Regions from separate parts of the Mus musculus genome. Here region 1 is linked to region 2. A link is a contact called in public ChIA-PET data. All regions are on one chromosome and are shown on one strand. Each heading gives the region's core, a stretch centred on a gene start, on an enhancer-like site or on the middle of the called end of the contact. The rest is flanking DNA. Distances are from core to core; before and after follow the strand shown. Region 1 holds the start of Ola1 (Obg-like ATPase 1). Region 2 overlaps Gm39849 (a long non-coding RNA gene).

The links. ChIA-PET counts read pairs in DNA pulled down with a chosen protein or histone mark.
Region 1: a contact with region 2 is called in an RNA polymerase II ChIA-PET map of memory CD8 T cells, with 5 read pairs. The contact joins the promoter of Ola1 here to the enhancer-like site in region 2. A contact is called at or near these places in 4 of 115 datasets of contacts at active chromatin or transcription factors (astrocytes, bone marrow-derived macrophages, cardiomyocytes and 1 more) and 2 of 9 other capture datasets (adipose tissue and liver).

Annotation. Positions count from the first base shown.
Region 1 is chr2:73,212,889-73,215,780 of GRCm38.p6, forward strand. Ola1 (Obg-like ATPase 1) reads right to left here and starts at 1,559. Exons shown (of 11, transcript NM_025942.2): 1 at 1,398-1,559; 2 at 1-72. The coding sequence starts at 72.
Region 2 is chr2:72,836,995-72,839,751 of GRCm38.p6, forward strand. All of the region lies in intron 1 of Gm39849 (a long non-coding RNA gene), which reads right to left. Among named protein-coding and RNA genes, the nearest start is that of Gm39849, 23 kb to the right of the region's middle. Within about 2 kb of position 1,302, at least 81 of the 459 cell types and tissues checked have an H3K27ac peak or open chromatin away from gene starts, as enhancers often do. A contact at or near this core is called in memory CD8 T cells, where this site is marked.

The DNA.
Region 1 (2,892 bases), core at 309-2,808, 380 kb after region 2:
TTTCAGTGAGGTTCCAAATCTTCCAATAATTGGAGGCGGTTTAATTCCATCTCCTCCCTTTTTCGGGGGCATCTAAAATATCAAAATGAACTTTTAAGACTCCCCTATAAACAAAACACATGTCTGTATACAGAATATATTACTGGGTAGTAGACAAGAAAACCTACTGTCTGTACCAATCCACAACTAAAATATGAGCAAAACCCATACTTTTTTTGAGGGGAGGGTCTCTGTAAACAGATCTGATTCTAAAATGTGTACATGTATCACTTCTGAGTAGTCCCAGAAACACTGCAGCAGCGGGAATCAAAGATAAACTTAAAACTTAGTTCCAATCCTCCGTGCTGGCTGCCGACAACCGCCTTCTTAACCTGTCATAGTATTTGAAGGAAAGCATTTGGAAGGAGAAGAGACACAAGTCTAAGGAAGCCCATTACAGAAACACCAGCAACCATGTCACCTCTCGCCAATCATTCCTCCACCGCTTGGAACCCGCCTCTCTCCACAACTCAGCGTTCACCACACTGATGGTCACTACTAGGCCTGGAGGTCCTTCGAAGCCAGACCTTTTTGCCTTTGACACTGTAGGTAAGCTTACCGTCAGTCCTTATTAAACAGTTTTTGAAACCCACACTCTACACTGGATACTTTGAAGGCACTCACCTTGTCGTTCCTTTTCAAGATCCAACCTAGAGCTTTCATGTATGCTAAAAGCAAGCGCTCTACCAGTAGGCTATATACAGCCCTATTTCAAATACCTTTTGATTGACAAGTCCAAACTTTCTGTCTTTTCTTGTCCTGGCTCCAAGGTCCACTGTGCAAAATTGATCTCACTTTTAACACTGCAACAGGAACCTACGAGGAACTGCAACCTTGCGCGTCTTAGAACCTGGAAACTAAAACTGTCCCTGCCTTCTGGCTGGTTGGACCTCCTAGAGCCACGCTGCTCCTCCCTCCTTCTCCCCACTCCGCCTGCTCCAGAAGTGATACTCCAACCTGTAATCCCAGACCGGGAGGCCAAGGATCTCCCATTTTGGGGATCCTGACACCTGTTCCGGGCCTCCAATGAACAGCTGCATGGGGAGAGCCCGTCCAGTCCTGGAGCCTACAAGGGGTGACCTACAAGGGGTGCCCCCGCAGTCCAGCCAAGCAGGACCTCCGCACACCACCCTTCCCCTCCTGACCCGGCATTGGCGTCCCGCCCTGAGGCAAGACTTTCCCCCAGACTGCGGCGAGAGCCAATCTCGTGGCCGCGCGGCCTAGTCCGAGGGCGCCTCATTCATCCACATGCCCCAAGCTGTCCGCTGCCCTCAGCCCGTCCCGGCGGCCGGTCTCCGGCCTAGCGCCAGCCTCGGAACCACTGGCCCGGGAGCCCACGGGCTCCTTCGGGGACTCACCGTGCACCGGGCTAACGATCGCACGGGGTCCCGGACTGCAAAGACCGGTGTCGCCGGCAGCCGGAGGTGGGGAAGAAGGCGGAGAGAGCGCAAGCCCGGCCCTCCGCCGAGCCGCACGCACGACGGCAGAGGCGACGGAACGGGCGGGCCGGGGCGGCACCTGTGCGCAGGCCACGCCCCCACAGGGTCACGCCCATTGGCCCGGATGCCCGGGCCCGGATGGGCGGGGCCTACGAGGAGGAGGGCGCTCAGCAGCACCGGGTTTCTGCGTCTCTCTACACGTGGGCTTCCACCGAGCCTCCAGGTTTCTTTCAGCTCCACTGCTCCGGTTCCGGGCTCCTGCTTCGTCTGGGATCTATCTTGTCCCTGACTGATCGTGCCCAGATCAGCCTTTGCTACCTGCACGGAGCCGCCCTTCTCCCCTTTCCAGTAACTTCTTTCAGATGGGTTAACGATGAGAAGCCATTAAACTTTCTTCAAGGGAAAAATGGACCAAGGAAAATTTCGGATCCAAGACGCACTTAACAGCCACAGAAGTGCATAAAACATTTAAAGAGTCACCATCTTCTTCCTCGTCGCCGCACATACATCCCTTTCCTCTGCGAGGTTAAGAACTATGAGAAGGAAACATGATTTCTTCCTGGTTCTAAAATGAGACTACTGCGATCCATCTCATAAGGCTATTGGTAGGATTAAATCAAATAATATGTATAAAGTCACCTTCTAACTACACTATGAGCTCCACTGGGACAAAAAGGTGTTTATTAGGTTTTCTCCAATGACTTTCAAGTATTTGTTACAGTGAATGTCCAGAAATTATAATTTTTTTTCAAACATACCAGTTGCAAATAAAAGAAAAGAGTGTGAATTGGTTGCTAATCCCCAATTTGCAGATGACAGAATAGTATCAGAAAAGTATCAGGTAAAGTTTCACAACTAAACTAGTGACAGAAGACACATGTCAAACCCTGATCTCTCTGCAAAAATCTGAGTTTTTTTTTTTAATTATGTTTATTGCCTATTGTATGTGTGCTTGTGTGGATTCGCTCTTGTATACAACAGTTCTGGTGAGGTCAAAGAACAGCTTGGAGTCAGTTCTCTCGTACTTTGCAGGTTCTGAGAATGAAACTCAGATTCGTAAGGCTTAGCAGCAAGCACCTCTCCATACTGAGCCATCTCACAGATCTAGAACTCTTCACTTTCTGTCAGAAACTTTTTGAATGGTGTGACTGACAAGCAGCAGCTGAGCCACTGTTTGTAATAAAATTGCATTAAGGTTTTTCTGTCACCCCGTGAGAGTGATCTTAGGAAAGCCTTAGAGCTCTTTTGATACATTTTAAAGACAGGGTCTTTGTCTTTAGTTTTGCTATTGGTTAAAGATTGTTACTGTCAAAGCAGTCACGTAAGTCCTTACTTTCTACAGTTACTAATGCACTACACACTCAGCCTAGTATCCTTGTCATCATTGTATGTGTAAAATAGACCCCAGGGATAA
Region 2 (2,757 bases), core at 52-2,551:
TGTCTAAGAAAACAAAGGCAGCACAAACTGGATGGGGTGAATGGGAGAGAAGAGAACACAAAGCTGGTTTGGTAAGGATAACTTGGGAGGAGTCACTGGGGAAGTGAATCTGATCAAAACCCATTGTATGCAACTTCTCAAAGAACTGATTTTAAAGTGAGTAGCTAATTAACTGAAATGACAAGTCTCTCCAAGTGCTCTACTCAGTAACTCATCATTTTCACAGCATTATGGGGGACAAGCAGGACTCACATCGCATTTAGTCGTCTGGGGATTGTCACTGCAATTACTTGCCTATGATGCTCAGAACTCTATGCGGAGAAGGAGGCAGGAAGATTGGAAGAGCCAGAGGTGGAGGATGGCTCCAAGAAAACTGTCTTCCAGACACAACAGGAGCAACATTGTGTCACTGTCATATGTGCAGCTGCCCATACTGTTACCTTGTATTCATCTGCCACTTCTGGCTCTTACAGTCTCAATGAATGAATAATGAAAATGTGGCGTATTTACACACTGGAATATTTTTCAGCTATTAAGAAAGATGAAATTTCGAAGCTCACAGGTAAAGGATACAGCTGGAAACAATCATTCTGAGTTAAGTATCCCTGCCAAGTGTCCCTTGCTTTCTTTCATTTGTAGGTGTTAGCTTTGACGCTTTAGACACATACATTTCATTTGGAATACCCACAGAGGTCAGGAAACCAGAAAGAGGGGTGGGGGTGGGGGAGCCTTCAGGGGAGGGGAGATACATAGTTTTTCTGTTGTTTTTTTTTTAACTTTAGCAGTTACAACCAAGACTCTGATTAGCCTGGTCAGGTAGACTTAATCCTGGGTGCAGGTAGATCCCAGCGTTGTGAAGACTGATGCTTTGTCAGGTTTCACACACCTTCCCATTGCTACCGTGCAAATGCTTTAAAGACCGTGAAAATCAAACACTAAACAAATCCAATCTTGTGACCAGAATAAAAAGCATGCCTGAAGGAATTCAGCCCGTGTGTCTAATAAAAATCAGTGGAGACCTTTCCAGGAAGATGATAGACTGGATAATACTTCCACCAGCTTCACTTGAACCCTTAAGGGAAGTTTCTCTAGTGCAGTCACTGAAGGAAAATCCATACTTCATGGCTTTTGCTTAGCATGGAGGAAAAACATACCAAGTCGCCTATGTTTGCAGGAAACGTGAGGTGCTGTGGGCAAAAGTGGGAAGAACCAATGCAAATTTAGCAAGCCAGATAATAACTGGGGAAACCCCGACTCTCACCATCACAGTCTCATTGTCTGAGGATGTGGCAGGCCAGGATTGGCTGACCTGTGAATGACCTTCTTAGACTGTGTAAACAAGGTCAAACAAGTGACATCACTTGGGGTGAAGGAATGAGTCATTAAAAATAGTTATCCCACCCACACTTAGAATTGAACAACTTCTTAGGGGTAATAAAATCTCTCTCTCTCTCTCTCTCTCTCTCTCTCTCTCTCTCTGAGCTCAGAGTTTCCCTGTTGTAATTCCTGTCACTGTGACAAGGACTTAAAGCACTCAATCTTAAAGAACCCAGACCACGCCTTCTTTGACTCCAAGGCAAACAACCGTGTTCTACCTTGAAGAAAATGTAAAGCTGGGTTGAACAGCTTTGAACCGTGTCCAAGCTTACAATGGTTTTCTTTAGCATGTATCAAAACCTAAACAACAATGCTGGGCTGTGTGTAACAGTGCAACAGTTAAGGACCTGGTTTGGCACTAACTGCATTAAGGTGGTCCCAGTTCCACTACTCTCTGGTATTGTAACTCAGGCCAGGTTCATGTGTGCCTTTCATGTCTTGCTCCTTGATTGACAACGGGGGTGGGGGTGGGGGAGGATAGTTTGACTGAGAATTACCTCCAGCCATTCATACATTTAAATACTTAGTCTCTATTGGTGGGCCTATTTGGGAAGGATTAGGAAGTTTAGCCAGGTTGGAGGAGGTGTGTTACTGGGACAGGCTTCAAGGTTTCAAAACACTCAGGGCATTCCCTGAGTTCTCTCCCTGGGGATCAAGGTGTGAACTTGCCACTATGTCTTTGCTCCACCATCATGGATTCTAACCTGTTGCAGGATATTTGATCACAAGGTGAACCCCAACATTGTTTTTTACAGAAAAAAAAAAAATAGCTGTTTCTAGTTATGATGTGGCTCAGCCTTAGCACACACCTTTAATCCCAAACAATGAAAGTAAAGTTAGTTTGTAGAAGGAAGCACTCATGTTTGAAAGTGATGTACAATTGAGTGGCAGGCAAAGTGACAAACCAGAGAAAGATTTGACAGAATAGGACGTGCCCAACTCTCACAAGGAGAGGAAAGGGAGGCTGCTTAAGAGAGCCGTGCAAATTTTTGGTGTTGCTTTGTGTAGCTACAGTAAATTGTGCGAGCTGTACTGAATGTTACAGAATTCATTAGGAGTAAAGCATGGGAATGTGGCATGAAATTTGGAGTGGGCATGGGCAGGTGGTTCTGCATGTAAATGTACTGGCTGTTCTTCCAGAGGACCAGGATTTGATTCCCAACACCCACCTATAACTCCTGTTCTAGAGGATCTCATACTGTCTTCTGGCCCCTGTGGGCACCACCAAGCAAGCAAACACTCATATAAATGAAATAAAAATACTTTTTTTTTAAGAAAAAGAAAAAAACAGAGAGAGAGAGAGCAGTGCGGTGTGTGTGTGGGGGGGGGGGAGGAGAGCATTTTACTGGGCTAGTTATAGAGATAGGTTGCAGTGACAGA